Regions from separate parts of the Mus musculus genome. Here all the other regions are linked to region 3. A link is a contact called in public Hi-C and Micro-C data. All regions are on one chromosome and are shown on one strand. The core of a region is the stretch at or near the end of the contact, and the rest is flanking DNA. Distances in the headings are between cores, read along the strand shown. Region 1 has its middle 27 kb from the start of Gm41499. Region 2 overlaps Runx1 (runt related transcription factor 1). Region 3 holds the start of Runx1 (runt related transcription factor 1).

What was found. Hi-C and Micro-C count contacts between places; a contact is called where the count stands out from the background.
Region 1: a Micro-C map of muscle stem cells shows a contact between it and region 3, with 6 times the contacts expected there. The contact joins the enhancer-like site here to the promoter of Runx1 in region 3. A contact is called at or near these places in 3 of 39 promoter capture datasets (the 3T3-L1 cell line and the C10 cell line), 3 of 15 datasets of contacts at CTCF or cohesin (the NIH/3T3 cell line, large pre-B cells and pro-B cells), 18 of 484 Hi-C or Micro-C datasets (the C10 cell line, the C2C12 cell line, CD4 T cells and 12 more) and 3 of 115 datasets of contacts at active chromatin or transcription factors (the SCID.adh cell line, large pre-B cells and regulatory T cells).
Region 2: a contact with region 3 is called in a Hi-C map of muscle stem cells, with 1.9 times the contacts expected there. The contact joins the enhancer-like site here to the promoter of Runx1 in region 3. A contact is called at or near these places in 4 of 484 Hi-C or Micro-C datasets (double positive thymocytes, embryonic stem cells, muscle stem cells and 1 more) and 2 of 9 other capture datasets (adipose tissue and liver).

What each region holds. Positions count from the first base shown.
Region 1 is chr16:92,928,374-92,931,685 of GRCm38.p6, forward strand. No RefSeq gene overlaps it. Among named protein-coding and RNA genes, the nearest start is that of Gm41499, 27 kb to the right of the region's middle. Within about 2 kb of position 1,903, at least 43 of the 459 cell types and tissues checked have an H3K27ac peak or open chromatin away from gene starts, as enhancers often do. A contact at or near this core is called in the C2C12 cell line and muscle stem cells, where this site is marked.
Region 2 is chr16:92,738,563-92,741,955 of GRCm38.p6, forward strand. All of the region lies in intron 2 of Runx1 (runt related transcription factor 1), which reads right to left. Among named protein-coding and RNA genes, the nearest start is that of Gm30281, 22 kb to the right of the region's middle. Within about 2 kb of position 1,954, at least 21 of the 459 cell types and tissues checked have an H3K27ac peak or open chromatin away from gene starts, as enhancers often do. A contact at or near this core is called in double positive thymocytes and muscle stem cells, where this site is marked.
Region 3 is chr16:92,824,714-92,827,641 of GRCm38.p6, forward strand. Runx1 (runt related transcription factor 1) reads right to left here and starts at 1,361. Exons shown (of 8, transcript NM_001111021.2): 1 at 1,221-1,361; 2 at 876-991. The coding sequence starts at 933.

The DNA.
Region 1 (3,312 bases), core at 653-3,152, 100 kb after region 3:
TCTCTAAGCGTGAGCAGATGGGTGATGGGCGTGTCAGATCCTCCGGCAGCCCAGACACACATGGAGTGGGCATGTGAAATCAATCAGCCCAGTCAAAGAAGGAAAAGGTTTTGGCCTCCCTTGTGTCCCACATGTGGAAGGTATCGGAGCGACAGAGGAAGGAGGTGTGAAAGTCTCCAGTCCCCCCCCCCCCCCGCACCCCCCCTCCTCACTCCCCAGGCAGGGGAAACAGCTTGAGCACACGTGGGAAGACCAAGTCAGGCCCCTGAATCCCTGTCATGTTGATGGCTTGCTGCAGCCTGGGGTGTGCAGGGTCCATCTTGGGGTGGTATGAGAAGTATAGTCAGATAGTCAGAGGAGGGCGTCTTCCTTCCCACACTCCTCTCAACCTCTGCCTCTCTGCTGTGATGTTCCTCAAGCAGTGCGGGCCTCAGAAGGCTAAAGGGAGAACCCGTGCTCAGAGATGTCAGATCTCGAAATTATTCACCACTTGAGACCCATGCTTGCCAGGTTTTTCTAGCTGGTTCGTGCAGCATCAAGCCACGGCACAAGTGGGCACCATGGAATGCCACCCTGAAGCCAGGTTGCCACACAGAATCGAAGGTGAAGATCCAACCAGAGTGTCCATGAACTCCATCCTCCTCCTCTTTCATTAGGAAGCTCGTTCTGTAGCCTGGCCTTGGAATGAACAGAGATTTGGAGGAACCAAAGGATGCAGGTGTTTCTAGCTGCTGGGAGCTATGTCTGCTGCACATGAAGGGATGACTCTCTTGGGTAAGAGAAGCCTTACCTCTCTGTAAGGACACTGAGACTCAAGCCTTCTCTCTACAAAGAGAGTTATCTCCCCAGTGAATACACTATCTCTTGTCTTGCACAGGGAGACTCCAAATGCACCTTCCTTCCCACCCTCCAAACACCACTGCATTGGGTGTCCCATTTGCATCAATAACTCAAACAATGATTGGTCCTCCCCCTACCTCACTGGTTCCTCAGGAAACCAGGTCATCTGGTCCAGACCTGCCTTTCACTCACTCTTTCTTTTATCCATTCTTCCCCCAACAGACTCTAGGATGACACTCTTTCCCACTTATCCTTCAAACCTAGGGCTTGCCAGTTCACATGTGTTCCAGCCTTGATTAGTTTCCTGGGCTGAAGGTGGTTACTCTAGGCAGATTCAAGCACTTAGTGTCTGGGTATTTGCTTCCTACTAGAAGCTCCACAGCCGTATATGGTACACACCAAGGAATCTTAGTTAGGATTTCTGCCATTGTGATACTGCTCTAGAGTGTCAGCAAGGATCTAGAGCCTGTGTCCACCCGTCAGCTGTAGGTGAGGAGGGAAGGAGCAGGCTTCTGAGACAATGCAGCAGACATGCTGAAGGGGTCTCAGAAATCTGCAGACACCTTGCTTCACAACATCCTCCTCCTTCAGAGTTTCCCTGTATCCATAGATGGGCACCCATAGTGTCACAGAGATGTCACATTTTGTCCAAGGGCATCTGTACAACTTGTTGAAAATTTACAGCTGGCCAACAGGCTCTCTTCACAGGACTGAGAGACCTTTACTACAGATTTCTTTCTCTTCTTCCTCCTCCTCTTCCTCCTCCTCCTCCTTTCCCTCTTCCTCCTGCTCATTCTCCTGCTTCTCCCTTTTCTCTTCCTCTTCTTCTTCCTCCTCCTCCTGCTCCTCCTCTTCTTTCTTCTTCCTCCTCCTCTTCCTTTTTCATCTCCACCTCCTCCTCTTCTTCCTCCTTCTCCTTCTCTCCTCCTTCTTCAACTTTCTTTGGCAGGTTGCTGGAGTTGAAAAATCTGACAAAATCTCACTAATTGCAGTGGAATGCACCACTCATGCCAGCAAGGATCATGCCGGGCAGGGCATCCTGTGACACAGACGCAAAGGCAGCTCAGTCAGGAGCTTGTGCTGGGTGACTCACAGGAGACTTGAATTGGGCATTGTGCACCACAGCTTCAACAGGTGTCCCTAGCATTCCAACTGCACCCCATGTCCAATGGACAATGCCAGACTGGGCCAAGAAGCCTTTGGGGGATGAGTGCGGGGACATCTGCAGGCTTAACCTGCTCTGCACCCGTGCTGTGCACACTCAGGGCCCAGCAAGCCCATGCCAAAGACAAGTGGGACTTCAGTTGTAAAATGGAAGCTGGGGAGGCCAAACAGGAGAGGCACAAAGTGCTTCCAAAGTTAACCAGCTTGTTAGGCAGCTCAAGCAATCATGGGGGCTGGAGGGTGTCAAGAAACAACCAGCGTTACAAAATCCAGAGAAAGGACTAAGGGAGAGAATTGTTCTGAAAGGTGGGTTGTGCATTTCATGGTTGAACCTCTGTGCTCCAGGCTTTTGATAATTTGGCACTCAAGACCCCTTTTACCTAAGATGTATGTTATAGCCACTCTTGTATACAGGTGTATAAAATAAGTATAAGATGAAACAGTTAGCTGAGCACAGTGATGCATGCATATAATTAATCCCAGTACTTGGAAGGTGAAAGCAGGAGGGTCACCTGTTCAAAGCCAGCTTTAGATACATTGTGAGTTGGAGGCCAGCCTTAGCTACATGAGACCCTATGTCAACAACCACCCACTCACCAAATTAAACATTCACTGATGACAATTAATAAAGAAATAAATTTTATAACATCACTTTGGTGAAAATATGATTCTATCGTTTATTTAAGGAGAAAGCCAATGTGTACATCAATGAGATGATATACATATTTCTATTTCCCTAAAGAATTACATCTTGTTTGAATGTCTCACCTGGCACAGCTATGGAATAGCTTCAATGTTGACTGATGCTTCGATTCAATAACTGTCAATGCTGAGAGTGGTACTTCACATGAGTTTGCAGCACGAGATGGGAGGAAGATTGTAAGAGCCATTTCTCACACTGTCGGAAATTTTGTATTAACCCCAAGCCAAACTACATCTAGATATATTTTAATGTGACTCAAGTTAGTAACTCTTAAAATCAAAACTTTGACACAAACCAATTCCTCATTGTTTGAACTTGGTTCACCCAGGAATGGCAGCAGAGAAGGACCGAGTGGCTCAGCTTTCTGTAATTGGACCTTTATGCTTCTATACAAACAGAACACCTTGTATATATCTCAATAAAAATACTATAGCTCATAACATACAATAATGTAGAATCTGAGCCAAGGTGTTTGGGCAGCATTTTTTAGTTTTATATGATAGGAAGGCATCCACTGTGCTCAATGCTCAAGTTGGGTTCAGGACAAGAGTCACTGTGGAGTTGCAGGATGAGATTTAGGATTTGTCACACATTTTCTTTGGCCT
Region 2 (3,393 bases), core at 704-3,203, 86 kb before region 3:
TATAAAACTTGGCTAAATTTAGCTTTTATAGAAGAAAGAATAAAACATAATTAACTGTTTAAAGAAGCAAACAGAAACCACATGAAGGCATCAGACTCGCTGGCGAGGAATCTAACAGTAGTGCCTGGTAGCAAACCCATCTCCTGGGCAACAGATGTTCTCACATTTAAATGGAAACAGGGTCGGCTTTCCCTCCCGTGGAAGGCGTTTGTGCTGAGAGGCTGTGGACTCTACAGAGGAGGTGAGCTGTCCAGGTGTGGTGTGCCAGTGCTCCAGTGGGAGGGAGACAGAACTGTCGGGACCCTGGACTGGTCGAAATGTCTCAACGTCACAAGAGATATTGTCAGAGCAAATGCGTTGAGGGTATGTGATGCTTGCTAATGTCTGACAGGTGGGCAGGAGAGTCAGCACTGGATTCTAAAGCCCTCAGATGTCTCAGATTTTAGCGGAGCATAGAATATCTTCAGAATTTTCATAGAAGTGCTTGTCAGTTTAGAAGTTCCACCTTCATCCAGGCTATTTATGGTGTTTTATTGGGGAGAAGGGGGCAGAAGGTAAATTTGATTTAAAGGCTGAAGTGGATTCTCTGTTTCTTCTTCTTCTTTCCTTAAAAAAAAAATCCTGCCTGGAGCAGAGACAAAGGGTCCTATTGTGCCCTGACCTAGGCGTGCGGTGTCTCAGACAGAGGCCTAGCCCAAGGCGCACCGCATCACACACACATGGACCCAATCTTTGTCACCTAATAAAGACTCATTGAATCAAAGGGCAGGTTATCATTTATTCTGTAGGCTGACTAATGCACCATTCTTCCTTTCAAGCAGTCTTTTCTGAAGACTCAAACAATTAGGCTTTATTATTGTTGCTGTTGCTGTTACTGTAATATTTTAAAAACACAAATGGACCTGGTAATGTGCCATTGTAACAGGGTGGCTGTAGGCAAAAAAAAAAAAAAAAAAAAAAAAAAAAAAAAAAAACCCAAACCAAACCAAAATAAAAAAAAAAAAAACACAATAATCTATTGTTGTGCTGAAATTCTCTGTAAATGGTGGTCCCTGGGATGTCTCTGAAAACCCAGCAGTAACTTAATCCATTCATTTCTCTTTTGTTCTCCAGTGTCAATGTTCCGAGCCCTGGGCACACCTGAGAGAGCTTACCTCTCCGCAGTCACTTTAGACTTCAGATCAACCTATCTCATGGAAAGAATCGTTTTCCTCAGTTTAACAAATCTGAAAAATGGGCTCTGTGTGGATTAATTTTTTTTCTTAGTGTCCAGTTTGACCACTGGCTGCTGAGAAGGCCCGAGAACAAACAGAAAGGAGAGTCATGAGCTACTCCCTGGGTGCGGGAAGGAGAAAAGGTCCTGATAACTCGGCCACCCCCTTCCATCTCTCTCTTATTTTTCTGTAGAAAATACCAGCTGGGGGTTTTACTTCCTTTCACAAGAGTTGCACCCAGTTTGGCTCACGGACGCTGCCACAGTCTCAGAGAAATTAGGGGTCAGACTAAGCGCCTCCTTCTTTCCATGCCTTTCCCAAACATCTCAGCTCTGCAGTCATGAGCTGCTGAGGCCTCACACCCTGCAGGCAGCCCGCATTTCAGCTCTACAAGGCTCTGCTCCAGAGACTCACAGTCTCTAAAGTCACGGTTTTGATGAGCAGGATCAATTAGTAAGCCATGAGTCAGAGGCGGTATTCACGCTGAAAAGCTCGTCACGCCAGGACAGATGAGACCGCACGTGTGACTTTATTCTGAAATAGTCTCCCACCAACTGTGTTTCTGAGGGAATAAACCTTGGTCCCTTTCTCATCTCTATCAAAACAGAAAAGTCGGCAAGTCCTCTCTCAGAACTTAATATTTATCTCAACTATTCCTGTTTCTAATTTAGGGCTAAATTAGTTCTCATTAGAAGGAGAAGTTGGAATCAGTTTCTTCCCTCTTGAGCCTGAGTTCTCCTAGCCTGACATCTTGCTGAGGCTCCAGCGAGACCGGCTTTGTTTATCTCCTCTCAATTTTGTCTCTGCTCCGAATTCACTCTCCTTGTCTTTGATTCTTGGAAATGAATGCTTTCCTATACGCGGGCATCCTTCTGACCTGCCAAATACCACATCTGTCAAATGCTGAATAGACCTTGTTTAAACAAGAGGGTGGAAACTCAGCCCTTCATTAAAATCTCTAAAGCAAATGCTACCCTCTTTCCTCTCAACACATTTTTTTTTTTGGTGTGTGCATTCGATATTAGCATTTAATAATAATGTCTCACTACGTCTTGGCCCAAAGTGCCAAATGGAAAGGCTTCCTGATGACAACCCTTAAAGAGACAGCCAGATGATCGCCCCAGGAAGCATGGTGCCGGTTTCACTGCTTATCTGGCCAAACAACGAGACCAAAAGAAGCTGTACATACCCTCCTGGCCAGAGTAATTCTGAGTTCTTTTTGTCTAGATTCGATTCCTCTGAAAACACATTCCATACTCTGAATGCTGTCTTCACCAAAGGTCTACAGGTGGACTGTTTGAGTAGATCAGAACTAACTCATGATCATTTGATGCTTCAGATAAATATGTAAATGGTGACCTATAGTGAGAACCCTAATGGACCTTATGCATTTCTATAAGATCATCACCCAAAGGAATCACTCATTAAATAAGGTAACTCATCATTTAGCTGCGGTCAATGAATACACTTCCCTTCTCTCCAAGCTACGGAGTAGACAAAGCATCTGATGACCCGACTTTATCCTCCTGCCTCAGTTTCCTTCTTGCATGCTCACTCATGGCTTTATCTACGGCCGAATTGGACACCGAATGGCCTCTGTTGGTGAAGATCATCCTGCCTGCTGTGACACATGTGGCAAGGGTACCCCCTTTCATAGCAGGAAACGTGTAAGAGAGGATGTGCCCCACCAAACTGAAGTACAGCTGCCGTGCTGGAGTCGAAAGACATAGAAGGCTCCTGTCCCCATGTCAGGCACCTCAAACCGACAGCAGCTGGGCCCCAGAGTTCAGCCTTGTGCACCAAGGAGTTGAGCTTTATAACAAAGGCACCAAGGATTCTCTGGGCCATAAGAGGGGCTGGCTGGCAGGGTTTATCATCTGCTCAGCAGTGTCTCAGAACACATCTGCAAGAACAACAGCCTTTGGAAGCAGAGCTACACATCACAGGGATGCTAGACCCGAAACAAATTCTACACGGGTGTTTTTTGAAAATTCTGGAACATTTCAAGTTCTATGATCTTTGGATCACTCTGTTTCCAGGTTTTGTTTCTATTGTTTTTTTTTTTTAAAGTCTTCTTCCCAGAGAAGTGCTTTCAGACTAGGCCAGCAGTTGTGCAACTTAACCGAGCTATGCCTCTCTCTTTAATATTTGCTTTTGTTTTGAGTTTAAAGAGAAATCA
Region 3 (2,928 bases), core at 111-2,610:
CAGTCCTCATCCTGAAAGACCCACCAAGCCCACATGGGCACTATGGCTGAACTCCAGCATTGTAAGTTCCATAAGGCCGCTGTAAAAAATGCAGGAAGGTTCAGGGACCTACGTGGTGCCAACCCATAAGTCTGTAATCTAGTAATTTCTGCTGTGACAGTGCGTGGACTTAGGAAATGGCTTCATAGTTCTTTCTGAGAGAGACTGTGTACCACAACTTGCTGGCTTTCTGTCTTGAGCAATGCCGGCTGCCTCTTTCAATTGAGGCTGAAAGAAAAACCACAGCACAACACAGCATCTTCTGATGGCTTTTCCCAGAACGAGTCTGCCCAAATCCTGCCCTCTGTGGACTTGCCACTTTGGCCCTGAAATCTCCGCACTGATCCAAGGTATACCTGTGAGCTGCCTCTCGGAGACCACTCTGCTGGCACCGGCTCTTCCGGCCAGCTAAGTACTGAGCCTGCTAAACCCAGGGGCAAGCCAAACTCAGAACCAGGGCCAGACAGCTTGCTGCCATCAGAGTAAGTGCAAGCGAATCATTCAGAGCAAGGCACAGCCAGATAAAACCCAAAGAGTGTCCTCCGCGCCAGCCTTCTAATCTCTGGGACTTTAACTGAGAGCGGCTCAGAGCACTTGACACAACTTTCACCCAGCGACCAAATATTTCAACAGCCTAAGCATTTATTAAAACATCCCCGCAGCACGGCGTCTGACAAATAATAATCTCGTGGTCTCAGAGTCAACAGCCTCTGTTTGAATTCCTCCCCCCACAAGCAGGCAGGGACTTCAGGCAGGCACCGGAGGGTCCACGGGCTGCCATCTTAGTCTGCGCAAAGCTGAGCAAAATCAGATATAAAAAAGACCAGCGTACTCACCTCTCATGAAGCACTGTGGATATGAAGGAAATGACTCAAAAATGCTGTCTGAAGCCATCGTTTCCTTTCGAAAACGCACCTCTCCTGAAGGCGGGGGATTCTATAATTTCTTTCACCTTCAGAGCAAAAACCAAGAAATGTCACTTACTCTGACCTCACCTCCCACCATGGCTCCCCACGTCTCTTTCTACCCCCAACCCTAACACTTCTGGTACTCCATGGGTCCTATGGGGTGGGGGTGGGGGAAAGAATTATTGCAGAAACAAATATTCAAATTGTTAAAGATTAAAAAAAGGAAAAAAAAAAGACGAAAGCACCGCCTATGCTGTGGGTTGAACTGCTCACCGCTCTGCGAAAGCCTGTGGTTTGCATTCAGTGTGATTCGTCCTGCCTGCTGACCACTGTGCTGGGCTTACACTTCTGACACTGCCAGGCTACCCAACTTGTGGTTCTGTGGTTGTTTATGAGGTCCAAAGAAGTTTTCACACAACCCAAATTACAAATTTAACTGTTCCCCTTTCCACAGCCCACCGCCATTGGCTCTTGCCAATCACGTGACTTAAGTGATGTCAATTTTTTTTTTTTAAACTTTCTGAGCTATGCCCTTCCTGCCCTCCACCTGCCCTCCCCCAGGCTGTGTAAGGAAACAGTTGAGCAGAGCTTAGCAGAGAGGGGCTGTAAGAGAAAAAAAAGCACAACAAACAAGCAAACAGAAATCCCCTGCCTCAGTCTTTTCTTGCTCTCTCTGTCCTGTGCGGATTTGGTGGCTTTCAGATCCTGTTGTTATTTGTGGTTTGAGGAACAACTGATTATTTAGATAAAGATTGCCTTGCTGTTTATTCAACAGCAATTCAACGTTGGCACCAACTTGCTGCTGAGCCCGGATGCGGCTCTCATCACTTAAATGCTGGGCACCAGCTCGGGAGAGCTGGGTTCTTGGTGAAAGCAAGTGAGACAGAAAAGTTAGAAAAGAAGACCAAGAGCCCTTTTCCGTGAGTGGCTGATCCTGGGAGGGCTAGGCTGGCAACCTACTGACATCTCAAAGCTTGGGAACAGTATGACACGTTTTAATTGTGGGATGAAAAGACCACTTTGATCAAAACCCAAATGATGTTGTCCTTGGCTTTCCCCTTGGCGGATAGGCTTAGCATGGACATCTCTTGGTAAGTAGAGGAAACAGTGGCGTTCTCTTCACACTGGCACCAGTTCCCACGCTCGCTTGCATTAGGAAGTTTTGTGGAGAGCAAAGGAGGAGAATTTCCTCACTCAGCAGAGCTGTGGCCTGTGGGCAGCTATCTGTTCATTGTTTGTACCAATAAAGCCTACTGGTAGCCTTTCCGAGCTCCACTCAAAGAAATGGGCCAAGTCACCCTGCTAGGGATAATTACTCTTTGAATCCATGAAGAGTAACTTGTGACTACCCAAGATCCTGCCTCCTCCTGGCCAGCCCCCGGAGGGGGATATTACACAGCCCTTCAGCCTCCAGAAGTCACATGGTCAGGGGACAGACAATAAAGACAAGATGATTCTGTGGGTGTGAGCTCTTCTGTTCACCTCCACCTATTGACCTCTTCGTTCTATCTGTTTTACTTGCTGAGAAGTGAAGCCTTAGTCTTCCTGGGATCCCCAGGCAGGGCCTGGCCTTCCTTTCCTTACTTGGGTCTTCCTTTTCCTCTGTTCAGTTTCCCTCCATTTCGAGGTGATGCCCGATGAGAGGCTGGGCCTTGAGCAGCGTAGCTCCAAGTGCCAGCCCTGGGTCCCAAATTCCAGGCATGCAAGGTACTTCTCTAAGTCTGAGCCCCAGAGGGAACTCTCATTTGGTTTTCATGGAGATAATTTTGCACACACAGTAGAGACCCAGGGTATTAATGATACAGGTCTTTCCAAAGGACCAGACTCCATTTTTACTTAATCCTATTTTAACCTAGGCAGGAATTAGAAACCTAGGCATTTCTTTCTCCCAGCCTCTCTGAGCAGTTAGCAGCCAATACCCACACTTGGCTCACACTTGAAAAACAGTGGCTGCCCGTCTTTTATGAAGCTTATTAATATC